Linked DNA regions of Mus musculus: region 2 is linked to region 1. Evidence: chromatin contacts called from public Hi-C data. All regions are on one chromosome and are shown on one strand. The core of a region is the stretch at or near the end of the contact, and the rest is flanking DNA. Distances in the headings are between cores, read along the strand shown.

What was found. A called contact is a pair of places that touch in the nucleus more often than the background predicts.
Region 2: a contact with region 1 is called in a Hi-C map of cerebellum, with 4 times the contacts expected there. The contact joins two enhancer-like sites. A contact is called at or near these places in 29 of 484 Hi-C or Micro-C datasets (LSK cells, Sertoli cells, brain and 16 more), 9 of 115 datasets of contacts at active chromatin or transcription factors (craniofacial prominence, differentiating embryonic stem cells, embryonic basal ganglia and 6 more) and 1 of 9 other capture datasets (embryonic tail).

What each region holds. Positions count from the first base shown.
Region 1 is chr11:18,752,615-18,757,045 of GRCm38.p6, forward strand. The region is part of intron 1 of Gm31674 (a long non-coding RNA gene); the gene reads left to right. It overlaps Gm28401 (a long non-coding RNA gene), which reads right to left. Exons shown (of 2, transcript XR_872259.2): 2 at 2,883-3,882. Among named protein-coding and RNA genes, the nearest start is that of Gm31674, 6.8 kb to the left of the region's middle. Within about 2 kb of position 2,262, at least 20 of the 459 cell types and tissues checked have an H3K27ac peak or open chromatin away from gene starts, as enhancers often do. A contact at or near this core is called in cerebellum, where this site is marked.
Region 2 is chr11:18,865,239-18,869,669 of GRCm38.p6, forward strand. It overlaps 8430419K02Rik (a long non-coding RNA gene), which reads right to left. Exons shown (of 4, transcript XR_003949854.1): 2 at 3,311-3,411. Among named protein-coding and RNA genes, the nearest start is that of 8430419K02Rik, 10 kb to the right of the region's middle. Within about 2 kb of position 2,538, at least 13 of the 459 cell types and tissues checked have an H3K27ac peak or open chromatin away from gene starts, as enhancers often do. A contact at or near this core is called in cerebellum, where this site is marked.

The DNA of each region.
Region 1 (4,431 bases), core at 1,012-3,511:
CTGATGGCTTCTCCTCTGATAATAAGAAGTGCAGGGCCTCTGATAATTTGCCTGTCACTGTTGAGTGCAGCTCAGAGAGAGTTGGCCAAATTGTTGTCATTCACTTTGACAAAGACAGCAAAGTGCCCCTGTGCAGACAGAGGATTATCAAAATAAATGAAATCACTCACACCCCTTTGTTTGTTTGCCTCAAGAATTGCCTGGCTTTGGATGAGGCTGTGAAATCAGTGTCCGGTGCTTATGGATATACCTCTGTTCACTCTGGAAGGAGGATGGATGCCAGACAAGGACAGACAAGATTGTAAGACTTGCCATTCCGTAGTTTGCATTGGCTAGTACGAAATTAATTTCAAATATTAAGGCAAAATTCTAACAAGAATTCTAAATATGTGGTCGAGTGCATTGATTTCAAATATGTGAAAATATGTAGAATTCCGTATTTTTCTCTTGAGTTCCATCCTCATCTCTCTTACTCAGTGTTGGTCTGCGCAGCATCCAGGTTCAGAAAGCTTTGTGAAATGTAAGAATTTTCCAGCTGCAGTCAAGTTTTCTTTAAAAGTTAAGAATTTTGCATTGCTGACTCTTGCAGCTTTGAAATATAATGGAGTCAAACAGTCAAATTTAGGATTATTATCTCAAATGACCAGTTTCTTTCTGTAAATTATCTTGTATTTATATACTATCTTCGTATGTAAGGAGATAAATGAAACACAGACCCACATATGAGGCATCAATTATCACAGACTTATGGAGGAAGCAAAATAGCTCTGTTATTGCCTGAGCTCAAATATAAATATTTGCATTTTAAACCCTCTTGGTTGCAGTGGGTGAGGTGAGCCTGTCATCAGAGAGGAAGGGGTTAGAGGAGGAGGGGGGTGAAGTCTGGGTGTGTCCATGGCTGAAACAAATGGATTGTAAGCTTTGTTCTTGGGGAAGAAAGAAAGAAAGAAAGAAAGAAAGAAAGAAAGAAAGAAAGAAAGAAAGAAAGAAAGAAAGAAAGAAAGAAAGAAAGAAAGAAAGAATCATTCTCACTTTTCCAAAAAAGGCAATGTTACAAGCTAGCAAAATTCTTATTTTTAAGGTACCTAGGAGGCTATTTTTCATTGATCTTTTTGACAAATACTTACTGCAAAATGAAGTCCAGAAGAAAAGGAGAAAAGGGAATGGGGCGGATGTTGAATATTGGCTTCTTAGAGGATAGTAATCAGTTGTTTATTGGTCTCTACGAGACAAGTAATGACCAACCGCAGTGTTAAGTGCCAGCCACACCGCCTTGGGCTCTTCTCTTCCTACATCAGCCATTATCTGATTAGAGAACCTTGGAGGAAGTCGTTGCTATTGCATAACTTTATGGGTCTTAACAGCGCAGGCTGGCTGGCAGAAAAACTACCTGGGAGGGTTGATAAAGCAACGGTGATTTTATTTACTCCACTTACACCTTGCTCTCAGCCCTGGCGGCTGCAGAAGAAATCTCAAATTGATCCGAATAGGAACTGTGAGGGGCATGGGCAGAGAGAGGGAATGTGATCTGTTCCTTCAAGCTTTATGGGGGTTGCACAGCTTGAAGTGATGACACTGGGAAGCAGCTCAACACTTTCGTAGGGGGTATGTATTTAAAGCAAGCAGAGCGGATTGGAGCAGTGCTAATCATATATGCAATAATACAATGACAGGAATAAAATGTGCTTCTGATCTTTAGTAAGAACGGAGGCTCCTAAAGGTACTGACTGTGTGGTTAACTGTGCTGAATGTCTCTGATTAACAAGTGGAGGCAGTGACATAATTAAGAGGTTATCTGGGCTAATAAAAATGCCCAAACCTACCCTGGAATGTGATCCTTTCACGATACAATTTTTTAAGAATGTCACATGCCCTTGCTTTCTGTTGAGACCTACCCTTAGTGATCCCAGGAGGGAAAATAAACATACGTTTTTAAATGAAGATATTTAAAATGTACCCCATATTTCAGCATGTTGCTATAACCCAGTCTTTTTTATGCTCCTCCTATAAAACCTAAATTAAGCCTCTTAGGAGTGATTTTGCTGCAGGTTCCCTTGAAAAACACAATACATTTTAAATACTTGGACCTGAGCGCACAGTAACATGTAATCACCACCGAATAGTCTCCTTTCCCTCTGTCAAATAGCAGCTTTCTTAAGACGAATTCCTCAAAAGGCAGCTTCATTGGAAATGTAAACTTTCCGCAAATATCAATTGTTCGTGTAGCATGTGGATGAAGTGACTGGCTGAGGCTCCTCCCCCGCCCCCTTCCATTTTAAAACACCCATCAGTGTCAAAGGCAACTGCACATGTCCCTTTTGCTCCTCTAGATAAAGCTGAGAAATGTTAAGAAAAAAAAATGTCAGAAAGCACTCAGTGGATTACAGGCTGGTTTCTGCTGCTTGCCCAGAGAGGATGGCAGGGCAGCCGGGACAGAGGGATCCTGAAAGCTATGCTTTTGTGAGGTGCTCGCTCTGCACACTGTGAAAGATTTGGTGCTATATTTGACAGTTTACTACCTCCTGTTGTTTGTTTTAAATGTAGTCATTCTTTAATATCTCTTCCATGTGCATCTGTTAGATTAAACAATAATGTATTCTTCTACTCTGGCATGTTTCTTTACCCATGTGCTGTGTAGAAATGCATTTCGGTCTCTCCCAAGCACTTTCTGTTTCTTTCTAAAATCCTTGAGACATTCATTCCAAGAGAAAGCAGAGAAAATGCAGAGCTCACACACACTGAAATTCACCAAACTGATCAGTCCTTCGCCCCTTAAATAAACTGTGTGTATAGCTCTGGGGCTTTCCAGACAGTTCATTTATATTGTTAAAAGACATTTACATTCATTTTGTGTATTAAAGAAATAAATAACTGGCTAAGGCTTACAATTTGTTTCGTTCTATTTTTCTGAAGAATATTTAACAATCACAAAACAGAAAATAACAGGAAGATATTTGTCATATTCCAACTGTGCTTAAAACTTAATTGCTTAAACAGAAAATATATTACAAATTCAGTTCTAGATACCACCCTAGAAATAGCAAGGTTCATTCTACAGAAACAAGGTAAAAACTCTACTGATTTTAAATATAAACTTTTCCAAAACAGGTTACAAATGAATTTAGACAAATTTGGCTCTTAACCTTTAAAGATTTCCTGCCCATTTCTGTGTGTCTTTTATTACATTAATTTTTTATTTAAATTACACCATTATCTGGATATGAATTTATCAAGAATACATGTATTGATTTATAAAATAGTACCATTAATTATTATAATAGCTAGATGTGGCTGATATTACAAAGCCATTTAAAGGTTTTTAATATAACTTGGACATACATAGATAGATAGGCACTATGGACAAGACCACAATTTAAACTGGCTACCAGCAGTTAATGAAAGCTTAGATTTATATTCTAGTTTAGAGATTGATCATACTGTTGCTTTGTAAAACTATTTACATCATGCCATTTTTCAAAGAATGTCTCAATAAAAAAGCTAAATAAAACATTCAGTCAATTCCCAAAGCAGATTTTGTTTTCTATATCTTAAGTGCTTAGTGAAAATAATTGATAGTGTGTGTTCCATGCTTTGTCATTTCCATTCCAGGGTGACTTTCCTGGGGTGGGGACCTCGTTTGCATGTGCACACTTTCACACACTTTTGATCCTTGCTAAAGCAAGCTCCTTGTCTTCATTTCAGCATCCACTCCCCAACACATCCAGGTATGTTTTACAGAATGCACACATCAGGATCCATAAGTCTTTTTGGTATCCTTTATGTTTTGCATGGTTTATTCTTCCTTAGGGTTGTGGGAAACTAGGACTTACCCCAAAGCCTCAGGACAGGCAATCACGGAGATAATTTGGGTAAGAAAGCAATCTGAAGAGAAAAAAAAAAGAAAGAAAGAAAGAAAAATGAGGAAGAATATAAGCAAGTAACAACACTTTCAAATTACTTTTCAGATGGTAATTAGCAGCAAATAGATTGAAATTTGAATTCTTTCACATGGTACTTGGCTTGGTCTCCCAGGCTCTTGTCTACCACTTTTCCCTGCCTGGCAACATATGTTACCGATTTATTATAGCATTTCTACTGTTAACAGACAAATCTAAAGGCTAGCTGAGAAGGCTAACTTCATCTGATGACTCTCACAACAACTGCAGGGCATCCTTGAGGGGGAGCCAATAGGCTCTTTTGAAGCTATAATGCCATTAACCCTTTGGATGCTGGAATATCCAGCCTCACTCTGCTCAGAGTGTTTGTAGGCCTTGCAGGTTTATAGAGGCAGAAGGTAAATGCAAATGATTTATTTTATAACTATCTCAGTAGCTTCCTAAACACTTTCTCCCACACAGCCCAAGTCCACTATGACTTTGCTTTTACAGCACACTGAAGTCTGTGCACATGGGGATAAGCACCCCACCACTG
Region 2 (4,431 bases), core at 1,288-3,787, 110 kb after region 1:
ATTCCTAGCCAGAATCTCTCCACTGAAATACAGAGCCAGTTTTCCATAATAATCATCTCCAATTTGATAAGCTGGCTTCTTTCTGTCTGACCTGTCCCTTCTTCTGGAGTTACTACCCGGGAAAATAGACCACAATTCCCTCAGCATTCCAAGGAAGAAATGATACCATGACTAATCTTTACACTTCCTGTCTACACTTGTACCATCTCTTAAGTGTCTTCCTGTTCACCACTCCCACCATCTCCTCCCACCATTTTCACGGCAGCATATTTTTTACTATTTCCTGAGTTCTCCACTTTTATTCACATTTCCCTCAAGGTATCACTCAGGAACCTGAGGCCTGTGCTGTCGTGGACTGACCCATTCTTACTAAGACTGAGCTATACGAATAGTGCAAGAGTTGATCCATGCTTCTGGACACCAAACTAGCACTGTCTCCTTAGGGCTACTGAGCAATTGTAGTTTGCTCATGAAAATGACTAGGTGAATGGCCCAACTTGTTTTGTGACTAGGTTAAATCCCAGTATAAATTAACTGAAGTCGGTCAGCAAGTTGACTGCACATTTTTGTAGAAATGCCATTCTTTTGTGAGCAGCATTGCACACTCTCGAGCACACACACACATACACACACACACCGTATATTTCCATGGTGTTACCCCTAAAATCTATGAGACTAAGAAAGTTAATAATGTTAACTGGTGAATATTTTACAAAAGTCACTAAGCTATTTTATGCCCTCAGCTCTTTCAGTTTTCAACTTATGTCCTATATCTGCCTCTTGGTTTTGACTTCCTTGGGTACTTGTAATTATAAACTACTTTCTCTCTCAATTCACTGACACTTCTTCAAATACTCTCCTTGACACACACATGCCTTCTTTAACATTTACAAATAACCACATTCCAAAATTAATAGGGGAGCCTTGCAGTTAGAAACATGAAATCAGAAGGCTGGTGGTGATAGTCACCAGGAAGCCACATTATTTCTGGAACTGTTCCCCTTCAATGCTCTGCCTTGTGCATTCTACTCCATGTTGCAAACACTCCAGAATGCGGCTTGTTTCTCTTTTCCCTCCTACTTCTCCACTGTATCTGCTTACCCTGGTTATGCCTGTCACAGCCTGAGCTTGCCTGCTGGAATCTGCTCCTCTCGCACTCTCTGTCCAGTCCAGGTTTGGTAATGATTTCCTGCTATTGTTCACCTCTGAGTTGACATACTAACATCTGGTTGGCCTCTTTGTATCCAATTCCGTGCATTAAATTCCTGACCTTGAATAAACAGAAGGGTTTCTGCTCAACAGAACTCTAATACAAAACTGACATCTATCTCAGCCCACCACAGAGGCATTCGGTGGCTCCCTTTCTCCTGCTTGTTGAGTTAAAGTCTGTGTGCTCACAGCAAGGATGGCTTATAGGTTGGTGTTGTGGTTTCTTATCAGCTGTACCCTATGAGCAGCTCTCAGGATAGGGACAATGGGCAGGTAATCTCAGAATCTCCAATGTCCTTCTCATTGCTTAGATTATACACTGGATTTTCACGGTTTCAAAACACAAAACTCGTTAATTTTGTTGTTATTGTTGTTGTTTAATGTTTAATGTGGTATGCTAAAAGTTTGAAAGGATTTAGGACAGGACCCCGTGTAGAATAACACAAAATTTAAAAATAAATTAAGCATTAGCATTTCCTTTCTAGCTCCAGAGGGGTAAGAGGTGGTAATAAGTCAGGAGCTAGAAGCACTTTTTCTCTTTATATATGTCATGTTGTTTCTGGTCTCTCTGATCACCACCCGGCAATTGGTAAAAGCACCTTCTATTTCACTATAGCCCAGGAATCAGGCAATAACTGCATCATGACTCTGAGAGAAGGCTTTGAAACATGAAGGCATTTTCATTTGCTTCTGGTAACTAAGCAAGTAAAAAAACTTTTTAATTGTTTTCAAATTCTAAGAGATCCCTAGAATTTTGAGAGCAATTAGCAATCCCTTCTAAGTCCAGGTTCCACTAGGGAAAAAAAAAAAAAAGTCTGACCCTCTCTCTGGACTGGAATGTTGTATAGTTTAAAACAGCTCATCATTTTCTGTAGTGCAAAGTCATTTTCAAAATAAATATATATGAATAAAATTTAACGGTCGGGAAGCAGATCCACTGAAGATATGTTTCAGGTATTCTATTAAGTCAGAATTACTGACCAAAGTGCCTAAAAGCCTAGTCACTAAGCTAGCCATCTGACATTTTAACTAATCCAAAGGTATGGCACACAAATATTTTTCTAAGTGTATTATGCTAGCATGGACATTTTATATTAGCATATTATAAAACTCTTAACCATTATATTACAACATCAAATAATCATTGCACGCTTTAATACAGCACTGCTTTGACCACAAGGAAATCAGAAAACAGACTACTAATTGTCCTCGGAAGATTCTGGCAGGATGTTAAAGAATAATTCCTTTTTCTTAATCATAACAGCATATTCGTCTTACAAATTTGCCTGGAGTTGACTTCCTGGTCTAGTGTGAATCACAGTAGCTGCTGAGTTGGCAAGGTAAGGCTCTTATGTCCTGTGAAATATTGCAGGTGCCAATTGTAACAAAGTCACCATTGTCTTCCTTTAATGAAGCTAGTAGAAATAGCTAAGTGTCCACAAGTGCATCCCAGGGTGCCTTGTGTCCAGAAGGCAATTACTGCAAGGTGGTAGACAATTGAGATCCCATAGCCCATGCTTCGGCACTGCTTTGCAATAATGAACTGTTAGTCTATTAGAATCAAAGGAAATTATCACAGCACACATTGAATCAGACACTCTGACCTGTGAGACATGGAAATGGTCATGATTTATGGAAAGTCCACAAAGCCATCGAGACCCTGCGTCATGCAGAACATTTTACATGTATAATCCACAAAAATCCAGATTGTTAGTTGAGAAGAAATTTACCTGCAAAGCTCTGTTCTTTGTTTGCTTGTTTGTTTCATGTGTTTGTTTTCTTTCTGTGGCTTGTTTTCTTCATTTTTATGTGTTGCTATGCTAAAACAAGTGCAAATCCCTTATGTTTGGTAGAACCCACTCAAGATTTTTGTGATCAGCAGTATGGATGCTGAATCAACACACATTTTAATTTTTCCAACTTTTTAACTACAAATAAGACCTTACGTATACTCTCTTATAGTTTCATATTTACATCTTGCTGTTATTCTTTGAAATCATTTTCTCCCATCATAAATATACTATTATTTTTAATTTTTTTATGTGAATCAGTCCTTTTCTGTGTCATAGAACAGAGCTGGGACAATGTTATAGAAACTTACCTTAAAGTAGTAAATAGTGCCAGCTGTGGGATTGCGCACCTATAATTCCTGCCTTCAGGAAACAGAAGACAGGATTGCCACAAGTTCCAGACCACCCTGGTCTACACAGCAAGGCAAACACACAGAATTAAAGGTAAAATCATAAGTTATTAGATATATTACAAGTACCTGTAAAAGTGCCATACATTTTACTCAACTTTACAAAATATACCATTTCTTTTTAAAGTCCTTATTTTGAAGTGAATATTGTTTCGCTCTTAATTTGTGGAAACCTAATTACTTTAACAATAACAGGCTTGCAGTGATTTTTTTCAAACAGTTTTTAAACATTCTCTTTATCTTAATGTGTGATCAAATAATTCACTTATTTTGTAAAACTCGTTTCTTGTTACCCAGATACCAAAAGCAGACCTATAAAGGATAAAATTCTTTGGAGTTTTATTTTTCTTTTCTAGAATTCTAAAAGTATAGACATATATCTTATGTCTCTGACATTTAGATGAATTAATGTGAATTAAGGTTTAAAATCCAACTTTTGAAAAGCTTAGCTCTCTTTCTGATATTTTAGAGAGACTATTGTATCTTCATTTTCCTCTTACTTCCCCCAATGACTTCCGTGTATGACATAGAAAACCTGTATCACCTTACTTCTTCCAATGTTTTTTAAATGAAAATAGTTTTCATCGTTAATTATTAAAATCTGTGTCTCTGAAGATTTTTCTCAGGCTAGCCTCTGTAGAAAGTTCTGTGAATAGAGCTGTTACATAAATCACCCCCCCCCCAAGTAATAGCTTAATTACTTGTAAACTCTGGAAACCATTAGTTTATCATCCTTTGAAGTGAACAGGCGACTGGCCAGGCTGAGAGCAAAACACTTGTTACTTTTTCATGTAATCAGCTTAATTTCTTTTTTTGTTATTTTTCGTTATTTTGAGAAGGAAACTTGACTGGATATACTTTCATGTTCAAAAGATTAAAAGTTGTGTCATTTTGCTTCATAAATGGCCTCCGCAATCCACTTACAAAATACGCAAAGAAATATTGAAGGCTCTGAAGATAATAATTTATGAGCTTTTGGAAATCAGGGGAACTCAAAGGTAAAGTTGTGTTAGAATGACTGC